Regions from separate parts of the Zea mays genome. Here all the other regions are linked to region 1. The links are chromatin contacts, called in public Hi-C maps. All regions are on one chromosome and are shown on one strand. The core of a region is the stretch at or near the end of the contact, and the rest is flanking DNA. Distances in the headings are between cores, read along the strand shown. Region 1 holds the start of LOC100277219. Region 2 holds the start of LOC100278292. Region 3 holds the start of LOC100285261.

What was found. Hi-C and Micro-C count contacts between places; a contact is called where the count stands out from the background.
Region 2: a Hi-C map of leaf shows a contact between it and region 1, with 3 times the contacts expected there. The contact joins the promoter of LOC100278292 here to the promoter of LOC100277219 in region 1. A contact is called at or near these places in 2 of 25 Hi-C or Micro-C datasets (both in leaf).
Region 3: a Hi-C map of root tip shows a contact between it and region 1, with 6 times the contacts expected there. The contact joins the promoter of LOC100285261 here to the promoter of LOC100277219 in region 1. A contact is called at or near these places in 10 of 25 Hi-C or Micro-C datasets (ear, endosperm, leaf and 3 more) and 1 of 3 datasets of contacts at active chromatin or transcription factors (leaf).

The regions. Positions count from the first base shown.
Region 1 is chr9:159,418,774-159,422,799 of Zm-B73-REFERENCE-NAM-5.0, forward strand. It overlaps LOC100277219, which reads left to right and starts at 1,703. Exons shown (of 4, transcript NM_001150852.2): 1 at 1,703-1,885; 2 at 1,976-2,105; 3 at 2,337-3,819; 4 at 3,911-4,026. The coding sequence starts at 2,403. The coding sequence ends at 2,963.
Region 2 is chr9:159,241,516-159,245,541 of Zm-B73-REFERENCE-NAM-5.0, forward strand. LOC100278292 reads right to left here and starts at 2,056. Exons shown (of 3, transcript NM_001151612.3): 1 at 1,476-2,056; 2 at 957-1,391; 3 at 468-856. The coding sequence starts at 1,913. The coding sequence ends at 662. TRNAL-CAA (transfer RNA leucine (anticodon CAA)) reads left to right here and starts at 2,860; the gene lies at 2,860-2,943. LOC100383150 (evolutionarily conserved C-terminal region 2) reads right to left here. Exons shown (of 9, transcript NM_001175815.2): 9 at 3,826-4,026.
Region 3 is chr9:159,548,315-159,552,340 of Zm-B73-REFERENCE-NAM-5.0, forward strand. It overlaps LOC100285261, which reads right to left and starts at 2,303. Exons shown (of 14, transcript NM_001158155.2): 1 at 2,222-2,303; 2 at 1,975-2,071; 3 at 1,568-1,651; 4 at 1,375-1,462; 5 at 1,174-1,278; 6 at 582-1,082; 7 at 345-480; 8 at 38-228. The coding sequence starts at 2,257.

The DNA.
Region 1 (4,026 bases), core at 453-2,952:
TCACAATAGAGGAGAAGCACTCAGCACACAACGCTTGCCGCTCAGGTGGTCGCTGCCCATTGGCCAGGGAGGCGCTTTGCCCTCGCCTATGAATAAGAAAAGAAAAGAAATCAGGTTGAGGAAGTTGTATACTTTGGGAAAAGATGTAATGGCAGGGGTAGATTTGGGCGGTGGCGTGGTGCCAGTGCAGGCCGCGCGCGTCATTGCTACAGGGACGATAGAGGCGAACTGGTGGAGGTGGAGGCCGGACTTGCGGTGGCGGATGCCTGAGTCAGAGCCCGCCCGGCCGCCTCGGAGGTTGCTGCCTTGTGCCCTTACCGAATTCGTAGAGCCTAAAGTAGGGCTGGGCAAAAAACCCGTAACCCGAAACCCGAACCCGGAATACCCGAACCCGAACCCGAAATACCCGAAACCCGAATTTTGTTTGGGAATTTCGGGTAGCAACTTGCAAAACCCGAATTTAGTTCGGGTAATTCGGGTATCACAATCGGGTACCCGAAATACCCGAATTACCCGAACTTTCATGTGTCATGTACTCATGTCATGCTTAATTATTAATTTGTATATTTATAATTATGTGTATGTGTGCATAACTTGTGATTGTAGATTGCTTGTGTTTTATATGTCCATGTATATCATTATTCAAACTATATTTTATACTAATTTAATAGGGTGTATGTATTTTTATGAAGTCGACACAATAGTTTGGGTAGTTCGGGAATACCCGAACCCGAACCCGAAATTTCGGGTACCCGAATTTTCGGGTATTGTAAAACCCGTTGTAATTTCGGGTATCGATTCTCAAAACCCGAAATTTTGAAAACCCGAATTACCCGACCCGAAATTTTCGGGTAACCCGAACGCCCACCCCTAGCCTAAAGGCGTGGAGAGCGATAGAGGACTGAATGAAGGCGGTCGCGCCGCTGGTAACATAAGAAACGCAACCGCGCAGGTTTGCGAAATAATTGAAAGAGTCTATGTTCTCGTGACTTGAGCGACTGAGAGAGGCCGTCAGCGCCAGGCTCAATCGATGCGAGCAGGATGTCTTTTGGGCCACATTTTTAGGCTGAAATGTATTTTGAGCTAGATTTTTTTGGTTGAAAAATATATATATATAAGAGGATTTTTGGGTTGCGCCTCGGTCCACGGCCCAGGTGGCCCAGGGCCCATATCCGCCCTTGGAGACGAGGGTGGCTTGACTCTTTAGCGAGGGTCTTGTTTTAGGAATATCAAATAAATTGGGAGCATAAGTAAGAAGCTGTTGGACCCGTGGACCACCTTGAAGATGCTCTATTGGTGATGCTAACGCATTCTTCCTGTTCACGCCTCCCTTATCCGAACCAAAACACACGCCTACGTCACTTCCTCACCACGCGTCCTCCCGATCACCGTCCACGCTCGCCGACAGCCGAGATCAACGGCCGGAGCCCCCACCCCATGCAGGCCGGCCCAGTCAGACTCAGACCCCAAGTCCCCAACGAACGTGACGCACGGGCGGCCAAAGCTACTACTACTACTGTCTCCACAAGTTTCATACTCAGTATTCAAATTTTATTCTACAAATAATATCGTGTATAGTGTAAAATAATATTTTAGGTGATACATGTAAGCGCTGGTGGACACGATTCACGGACGCCACCCGGACCCTATTAAACCCGCCTCTCAGCCGACCGTTTCGAGTCCGTCGTCGTCTAGCTCCCATCCGACCTCCTGCATTCCCCACTAGTCCCAACTCCCAACCACCGCCAGCCGTCCGCTCTCCGCAAGCGCGACCTTCCGGCCAGATCCGCCCCGTTGCGCCGACGAGCGGTCCTTCTGCCTAGTTTCTCCGCGCAGCGAGCGGCGGGTTCCTCGGAGATTCCCGCTGGCCGCGGGGATCCATTTGGTGAGTTGGGAGCCGGAGCTCCGATTTGGCGGTTTCCCTTTGGGAGGTCGTCTGATTCACCGGCGGCGGCGGTTTGCTTTGTGGATGCAGTGACTGCTCGCGTTGCGCGTGGATCTGGTTTGGGACGGAGGAGTGAAACGCGACGGTGATCGTGCGAGGTGGGGACGCCATCAGTGCTCTGTCTGGGGTTCGGTCTGTTCTTCGACTGCAGATCTGGAAGGTATCTACCAGTATACCCGTGTCCTCTGCTCTTATTTTTTGTTGCTGAATGATTTGGCGATCTGTACACTAGAGACAACCATTTCTGCATTACGATTCACCGTGTCGTAATAATATAGTTTCACCATCCATGTTGATATTTTTGTCCAGATTCTGGTCCTGCTTGCCATTTCTGCGATCGAAATGCACTGTGTTGATAAGCTTCTACGTTTGATTTTTCTTTTGGCGCTAGGGTTTCGTGGGATCCGTCGCTACGATCTGTCCCAGTCAGAGCACCTGCATCATCTCGGGTCGGGCCATGGAGACTCTGCTCATCTCGGAGGAGCGCAACCACCAGCTCCACCACTTCTCGGGTCGCCGGAAGAAGGCGTTAGCAGCGTCGCCTCAGTCCACGCGCAGCTACCATGCTGGCAACTGCCGGGCGTTCCACTCCGGCATCACCGTCGGCATCCTGCCATCCCCGCCCGCGCAGAGGGTTGCACTGACCCGCTCCTCTCCTGAGCCCAAGACACCGAAACATCAGCTTCACCATGGGAAAAAGCGCAGCCGAGCAATCTCTATAAACCTTTCGACGTCCCCTCCCTCTCGCCCTGAGCTCTGGGCTGGCCCGGGGTTCTGCAATTCGCCGCCTCCCAGCTCCCTCCCGATCCCCAAGTTCTCACTCCACCAGAAGCGCAGTGTCTCACTTGAATTTCCACCTGCTGACCGGTCAGACGACGAAGAGGTGCCCGTGCATGCCAAGTCGGCACCTTCATCGCCGACTGCAGGCTCAGGTGTTACCTTCTTCAGTGGTACTGATGCTACCATTGCCACCGAGAATCTGAGGAGGATCCTTAACCTCAAAATTGAGGATAACTGAATGGCGGTTGGGTAGTTCTGTGTACATAGTTTAACTACAACTGACCTTTGTAGTATGTATAGGGTAACCGGGGATAACCACTGTGTACCTGGCGGTGGTTCCTTCTGCAGCAGTACTGTAGGCGGTTAGCAAGCACAGCGAGGAGTTTAGGAAGTTTGGAAATGCAGTGAGAAGGATGTTGTGGTAATGGAGATTTGGTGGATTTGCATATCACTGCAGTTTCAGAGTCACCTTTGTTCCTTGTACCTTGTAGTTGCCTATTAGTAGTCCAATACTCCATTTAGATGTTATAGTATTTGCATCTTCCCTGCCCATCATTAACCAGTAGCCACAGCCTTCATATCATAATCCTTGTCATGTAGTTCATCTCAGGCAGGGCATTGTAGGCTAGCTAGTACTGTTCAAGTTCTGTCATATATGTAGTCTTCTGTAGGATTGCTGCATCCCTTGAAACTTGCATTCTGTATCACATTGCATCCTGCTGACTCACCTCCCTTCATAACATCTCCCTGTGTTATGCAAAGCGCACAAGGATCTCCCCTCTGGCACTTCTGTTTTTTGGAATGAAGATGCTCAGAGGAGTTGTTATGAAGTCCCGATCCAATGTTCTTTGTCCTCCATGTCTGTACTGACTTTAGCTATTCATCTCCTTTGTCACCCCAGTCCCATTGCATGTGCCATCCAATCCGTTTCGAACCATTCATCTCAAAATTGCATTTAGTGGTGGTTTTCCCTTCGTCTTATTATCTTTTGTGCCTCATGATCCTGGAGCATGCCCAGGATTCTAGTCTCCTCCATGTATTCTCATAAAGGACTTCACGTATCAGAGATCTGCGAATGCTCAACCCTGAATATGGTAATTATCTATTTCATGCCTCTCTACCCACTACTATCGTACATATAATCTGACAGTGGTAACGTGATGTGTGGGGCTTTTCGTGCTGCAGGTTTGCTTGTCCGATGCCACTTCGCCTCATCCATACCTGGAGTTCAGAATTGGCGAAGCACCTATCACTTAGCTATCTGTTTCATAGTCAGTATTGTGTCAGACTGTTGTTTTTGT
Region 2 (4,026 bases), core at 806-3,305, 180 kb before region 1:
AACCTGACAATTACGATGACACGTGATAGCCTCATTTGCACATGCCATCATCTTGACTGCGTCGGTGCCTGCTACATGGCGTATCACTGGTCTACGGGTATACATGTCCAAATGATCCTGATCTGCTAGGCGGCTCGTAGCCCAACACGGTTTAGCCCGGTCCGAGTATGGCAAGGTCCATTGTCCATCGGGCCTGTGTCGATCTGACCTGATCATTGTGTCGTGTTTGGGCTTGAGATATGGCAATGGCGGGGATCTGCTTTATTTTTTATTTTTTCATAAAAATATCTGTATTATGTTTGAATATAAATACGTATGTTACATTTGATAGGCGGATATGAACATGGAGACAACAATCAAGGTTTGAATCCCTACGAGGTTTGAATCCTCACTTGTACACAATTATGCAGAAAGAGGAGGGGTGACGCCCGAATGAAATAAACTCGTGCTCTATATAGTAGAGATTTCAAAGATCAATAAAAATGATAGTTTTCTCATTCACTTTCTCATTTTACATTCAATGTTTAACACTTCCCATGGAAAGAACTATCTGTATTGATGTATATATCTCACTGGAGATCGGACCATCGACATGTATTCGAGAATGGAGCCGCGCGCCATTCGATTCTGTAATTCCGTTGACCAAAAGAAGAAGAAGAAGTTACAAGTTGTCATGCTCGATGACCTGCGCCGCCTTCCACTCCTCGCCGGGGTTGACGACGACGGGCACCAACATGGACGCCATCCCCGTGCACAGAAAGTAGTCCTTGCCGAACTTGTCGTACATGCCTCCCGGGCTGCAGAGGTACATGTCGTCGAACCCCATCCTCACCAACCTGAACCCGAGCCCGCTATACTGCAGATTCATCATCGTATCAAAGCAACGTTCGATTCAGTATGGAGAATATGAAAAAGAATTTAATAATTTCATAGCATGGTTGGTCGGCGGAAACCACCTGATCGATGGTGGTGAACTTGGACGGCGCGGTGCTGTAGACGCGCTTCTTCCTCTCCTCTGGCGGCGCGGCGTACACCCGGCTCACCTTCTTCTTGAGCGTGGTGTAGAGGTCCTCCTCGACGGTCCAGACGCCCTGGCGCAGCTCCTCGGCGCCGCCGAACCAGCCAGGGTCCTCCCGCTTCATGGCCTCGGCCGGGGACAGGAGGCTGAAGGCTGCGGCCGGCGGCGGGTAGGAGCAGTAGGGGCAGCCACGGAGGCCCTCCACGGCCGTGCCGCCTCGCTTGTCGAACTTGATGTGGCTCAGCACCGCGCCTGTCAGCGCCACCGGCTTGCTGCCCGTGTTCCGGACGATCACCGCCGTCGCCATGCTCAGCGAGTACAGCGTCACCACGTACGAGATGTCCAGCTTCCCTATGGTGCACCCGAGCTCCACCTGCAGTTTCAGTCACGTATCTTTTCTTTTCTTTTCTTTTTGCTGCGGGGGAATCAAAACAAAAGAATAGAAAAAAAAAAGCACCTGCACGGCGTCGTAGGAGTCGGAGTCGGCGTCCCTGACGGCCCACTCGGCGCCGTCGACCAGCGACGGCTGGGCGGACGAGGACGTCGCGTCGTTGAGGACGAGGCCGACGCCGCCCTTGCCCGCCACGGTGTGCAGCACCTCCCGGCACCCGTCGTCCTTCCAGTACACCTTGGGCCGGTAGGACGTGACGAGGCCGTCGCCGAGGCGGAGATGCAGCGAGCTGCCGTTCCGCACGCTGAGCTCCGCGGCGAGGGGCCCGCCGGCCGGGTCGGCCACGAACCGCAGGCCCTTCCGCCCGAACGACTCCTCCAGGGACTGCGCGGTCGTCGCCGCCACCGCCGGGGCCGCGGAGGCGCGCGCGGCGGTGCTGGTGCTGGTGCTGGCCCGGCGCGCGCAGGACAGGAGGTGGAGCGGGAGCACGGAGGAGGTGGCCATCGGGGCGGGAGTGGGATTGAAGAGGAGGAGCAGAGCCCTCTGGAGACGCGGAGCGGCGTTCACTGCAGCCTCACATCCTATGGCCTTAGGATAGATGACGATACTTTCTTCCTCGCCTCATTCCTTTCGTTCTCGCGCTTTTTCGTGCTCTTTTCCCCCTCTTACAGCCTCATATCCTATGCCAACGTGAAAGAGAAGTCGTTATATTTCACGTTCATGAGTTTATGGATTTTTAGACGAGTCTTATACGATCAGCTAGTATAATTACAAACATAACTCTTGAGCAGTGGAGTAGACAAGAGGGCTGGCAGGAGCCTGACCTCCTAAAATTTGTACAAACATATAAATACATACTAATTACTGCTTAAATAGTTAAGTATATAAAAATAGTGATTGATTTGATAAATATTGGTTATTTCTTTGTTTATGTGTTAATAAAAATATGTAGTCAATTAAGTTAAATTTAAACTGAAATCAGACACTTATATATTACATATAATCTATTAAATGTTGTTTATGGTCTCTCCATATAATTTTTTTGGCTACGTCTCTGCTCTTGATAGACAAGTTTAGAGAAATAGAGGGTATTTGGTTTCATCTAACTAAGGGCCCGTTCGCTTGTCCAGGAATGAACCGGGATTCATTCCAGCTCATTAAAATTAATATAAATTAGAAAAGTAATCCGGCTAGGAATCATTTCGGAGTTCCAATTCAGAACCTAAAGTTTAGTCAATCATATTGTCTAAAGATCAATAGATAAACTATCTAGTGCCTAAATAACGGGAAAAATAGATACTTGATATAAGAAAATTTTGGAGAGCAGGGCGGGCAGCGTATCACACAACTCACAAGTGCACAGGGCAAAGAGTGGTACGGAATATGAATGCATATGACTAAAGAATCGTCCAACAAATATATACTGATCTTAATTTAAATAAAACATCAAGTCAGGATGGCCGAGTGGTCTAAGGCGTCAGACTCAAGTTCTGATCCTCTAACGAGGGCGTGGGTTCAAATCCCACTTCTGACATCTATTTTGTTTTTCTGCCTTTTTATTTTTCTTTTTTATTTTGACACCAAATCCCACTTCTGACATTTTTTCTTTTTCCCAGACAAAAAATATTGTTTCTTATTTTTTCTGATACAACTTTAAAAATTGTTTTCATATTTTCCCTTCTTTAACGTTTTCTTCTTTTTTTTTCCTGTAGAATTCTAAAGTGCTTTCGTATTGCAATATAAAAAAAATACTGCTTTCATATTGCAACATGAAAAACTACTAGGATTGCCATTCTTCTTTTTCCATCTAGAGTTTATAGTGCTTTCGTATTGCAACATAAACAAAATACGCTACAACTTTAAAAGGATTTTGGCCCGGTTTCGTAGTGCTTGTCCACAAGAGCCGAAGTACTTGGAGAGGAGCTGTTTTTTGCAGCTCCAGCATCCAGAGTCAAGATTCTGGTCTCAAAACGGCTCAACTTCTCTATATATTCACTACAAAACGGCTCTTTTTTCTAAAATGCTCGATAAGTTCCTCCGTAGGAACCGCTGTTAAAGCCAGAGCCGTGTCAATCAGGCTTTACTGCTCCAAGAGGATAGCGTGATGCGTTGCTGCCGTGAAACTGAACACCAAATCGGTGGCCATGAATTTGGACAACTTTAGAAAAGTGACGAATTTGGACATCTTTTAGAAAGGTGGGGTAAAGGAGAGTACCATGCTAAATTACGTAAAGCGGCGAAGGCGGCCGCTTTGCTTCGTCATCTTTGCAACAACTCTCTAGTCCCTACCATACCCACAATGCGGCAGTGGTCTAGTGGAGCAAATCCAGCAGCCAAGCACCTGCACCGTATCACCATCACCAGACGATGGGCGCCGAAAGAGCAAGAGACAGCCCGCAATAACCAAACCGGAGATGGAAGAAAAGCTCCAATCTAACCCACTTTCATTCAGATCCATTCAATGTAACGACGAACACAGCAGGGTATACTCGGATCCCAGTTACGCAACACACCCACAGGGACAGACCCTGGCATTCCGACACTACGGGAGAAAAGAGTCTTCGGGGCTATAAGCAAACTGAAACGGGGAACACAAGAGGAAGAGAAACTAGGGAAA
Region 3 (4,026 bases), core at 1,053-3,552, 130 kb after region 1:
AAAACTTCATGGGTCCGTTGCAAGGTTCTTTGCTTACTCGTGCCCTAAGATTGTCTCTGGCGAACGCTCATACTGCCCATAGACCATTGGGAACCTGGTCTTTCTCAGGATTTCCAGCACATCCGAGTTCCTACGCAGTTCGTCACCTTCCTTCTGTCCTGAAGTCAGGTGGCTGCAGACGAAGCAGAAGCTTGTTTGGTGCAATAACATGCTAATCGAAATTGAACCCTGGAAAACAAATCCTTTACCATTGAATATTTAAGCTAGCAAGATTCCCTGTTTGTGCTCAAATTATACACGATAAACTGGAAAATCGACAAAAAAAAAGACACGCTATGACTAACCTTATTCCCAAGGTAGCCCATCAGTCCTCTCCCAACACAAGAAACTTTCAGATTTCTTATGTCATCTCTTATGTCCTTCCGAGCCCAAATCATCAGAAACAACCCTACCATTTGCTTGCTTGCCACCAGACAGTATCTGAACAGCCAGTTACCACAAGAAATACACTAACTCACATAGCTAGTAATGGGACGATGGAGTCCAGCTTCAAGAATGAATAACTTCAGAACAAAACTTACCTAGTTTGGCCAGGCCGTCTTTGACCATCTTCCAGAGATGATGCATTGCCGTAACCGTACGACACTGGTGAATACACAGTGCTCGGTGACTCTCCAGTATTATTCTCATCATCTGACGATCCACCCCATCGGTAGTTGTTCTCATAGTCGCTAGGCCTACGGCCATAGATTGCTCGGTCACAGACACTGTACCGACGTTCCAGCCTTGGCTGAGGAGCAAGAATGTCACCCTCCATCCTCAAACTCCGACTAAGCCCAGCCTGGAAAGACCGGCGATGGAAGAAACTTGCACTGTTCTGCTTCGATGACAAACCCTCAAAATCATCGTCGATCTCCACCACAGGGTTAGGAGCCGGAGATGGTGTCCGGAAGCTCCCGTTGCCACTAGTACCTGGCAAATTGTTCAGTGTCCTCCTGACCAGTGACACCCACCTCTTCGCTGGAACATTGTCCTCTGTCCCAAGGACGTTACCGGCATTGAGTGGAACAATTTCTTGAAACCTAGACAAACAATAGCATCAACAAACCCGGTGAAATCTTACTTGATTAATAGCACTGCCACAAGAATCGTGATCGAGATGTACACAAGTACCCGAGGACATAGATGTCAGCAGGAGGTGCAGCGTGGAGCCAGTCCTCGAGGCTCATGTTATTTGGCGGGGAACGGCCGCCCACATTCCATGTAGCAACAAATATCCTACTTCAAGCACACGAGAAGTTACCTAACCGTCTAAGTTTTGGAAATGGTGGGTACGACGAGCACTAACTCTGCAACGGCAATGCAGTAGTATACCTATAGTCCAATGTCACTGTGGCTTCGGCGGCATCAAGGTCAATCTTTCCCCGCCTCGAGTGCCCATTGCTCCTCCTCGAGGACCTCTCTGAATCAACGCGCGACGGCATCGAAGAAACAATTCAGAAATGTGACAGTCCAGGTAGCAAATAAAGGACAAGCCTTTGGCGTAGCCTGCTAATACTCTGCTCACCTGTCTTGCTCTTCTTCACTGTGCTCGGCTCCCTACGGGTGAAGCTGCTGCCCCTCCTCCACTCGTCATCGCCCCCTCCTGCAACTGAAGCAAGAAACCATCGATCAGGCAACATCCAATCCAAGATAGCAGCGCGTTGTATCAATATCTTGGTAACAAGAGCTCGTGGGAAGAAAAAAAAACACAGGAAAGCTGGTGTGTCTGGTGAAAGAAAAAGAGAAAGAACAAGACAAGAAAGATGAGAAGCTGAAGAGACAGCAAAACTGATCTTCATGAGACAGATGGCGAGCTCACTGCCGGAGCAATGCGGGGGGGGGGGGGGGGGGGGGGGGGGGGGGCAACCAGGCCTACGAATACGTACGATACAAACGCGCACAGGGCGAGAGCTAGCTCACAGAAACGCGTACCTGTCCTACCAATCGCGGCCACATCGTCGGCGTGGAAGTCGTGGGCCTTGCTCCTGATGTTGAACCACTTCCTCACCAAGCTCTTGGACCACGACAGCTACAAGCCGCACCGGCACCGCAGCAGGCAAAAACATCAAGGAACGGCGCAAAAATGGAGGAGCATGGAGAGGGACGTACTAGTAATTTAACTTTTAGAAATGCAGCAGAGCTGAGTGAAGGTGGAGGGGAGGGAGGAGTCGGAAGATACCTTGCTCTTCTTGGTGGTGTTGCTGCCATCTCTCATCCTTGCTGCTAGCTAACACTCATGCAGCCGTAGCGTAGAGACTGCTGCTGCGTGCTGCGAAATGGACAGCTGATGTAGGTAGAAGAAGCCAAGGCGGGCGGGCGGGCGCAGAGACAACTGTTTGTTTGTTTGTTTTTTTTTCCCTATAAACAAAGCCTGTGATTTGATGGAGAAGGAGAGAGGACGGCTGGAGAGTGGGGGAGAGGAGGAGTAAGTACTTGAGGATGGGAACAAAATCTTGATTCTGCTTGGAGGAAAGAGCGCGCGCTAACACCAATGTTCTAACTGGCTCCTGAACCTGAAGCGAAGGAGGAGGAGGAGGGAGGAGGGCGAGCGGAGATACTGGACCGGAGACGGAGAGCGCTCTGCTTCTGCTCTGTCTTCCTTCCTCCCTGCTTCAAAACTCTGGGTATTTGGAGGGAGGCGAAGTTGTGTCATGTGTGAGTAGCCCAACACTAACTACGTGTGTGTGAGGCTGGGCGGGAGAATAAAGCGAAAGAGGAATCTGACAGTCTCCTCTGCTTTTACGCTGGTCTTGCTTGCAAAACCAAGTGGGGGGAGCAAAATACGTAGTACACCTGTAGTAGCATGTAGGTACAAGTAGAAGAAAGGGAAAGAAGGCATACAAGCACTACGGTACGGGTGCCATCCGGATTCGGGGTGGAAAAGTAGTGCAGAACATCTCAACTCCATCAGCGGAAAAGAGGAGGGACAGCCACATTGATACTGCAGTATTTGTAGTATTATGGAGAGAAAAAAGAATATTGTTGTGTGCAGCAGCGTACTTACTAACTAGTAGTGGTACTGCAGTGCTGGTGGTGTCGTCCCAGCAGAACCACTAGAGGAGAGGCTGCTCACACTTCACCGCGACCTTGCTTTTCTCCGTTCCAAGGGCGTTTTTCGGCACCAGATATATGATACGGCCCCCCTAGTTTTTTTCCCCCACCTTGTTCCTTTCTTCTTTTGATACGCTTTCGTACTTGGGCTCGAGGAGAGACTGGTCTCTCCCTCTCCGGCCAGCCTGCTGGATCTTGCATCGCTATCCCTGTACGGCGAGCAGAGTGTGTGAGTTGGATTGGAGAACTCGAGATGCTTTCCTTCTACTTGTACTAGCGCTGCTCTGTTCTTAGCAGCTCAACGTAAAAAAGCAACTTTGTTATAGCTCAATGTATAAACAACTCTGTTATACTGTTTCCAGGAGGAGGCTAAGCTACTTGGAATGGAATGCAATGGAATGGAATGCAGCTACGGCTGCCAGTCACACTCACACAGTCGCCACACGGATTTTGGAGGACTCTTGTTGTTCCGCGTGCCTTTTGAGTCCTGACTGAGTGTGAGAGAGAGCGCCGCCCCGGAATCTGGATGGTGGTGGTCACTCCCTACTCCCAAGGGATTCACTCTTCTTTCCATGTGCTTGCTACTCAAGAATCAAAGAGCGTGCTCCTGTCATGGCAAAACGAAAGCCAAGGGCCGCGCCTAATTTCTTCTCTCATCCTTCCTTTTCTTTCGTCAGAACTGGACCGGATCAAGATCGGAACAAATGAGCTCGCCCCTCTTGGCCGAGACCGGACCGGCACATGTATGTATGTATGTATACATCTACTTTGCTGCCACTATACATCGTACATTATGGCAGACCTTTGTTCTGTGGAACAGTATATATATGGTACAGTCATGAGTTTTAGAAGAAGCAGCGATTCTTTCTTTAACGAGGTGCCAGTTCTTTTAGAATTTTTTTTTTCCATACATATGGTACTCGATCAAATTTA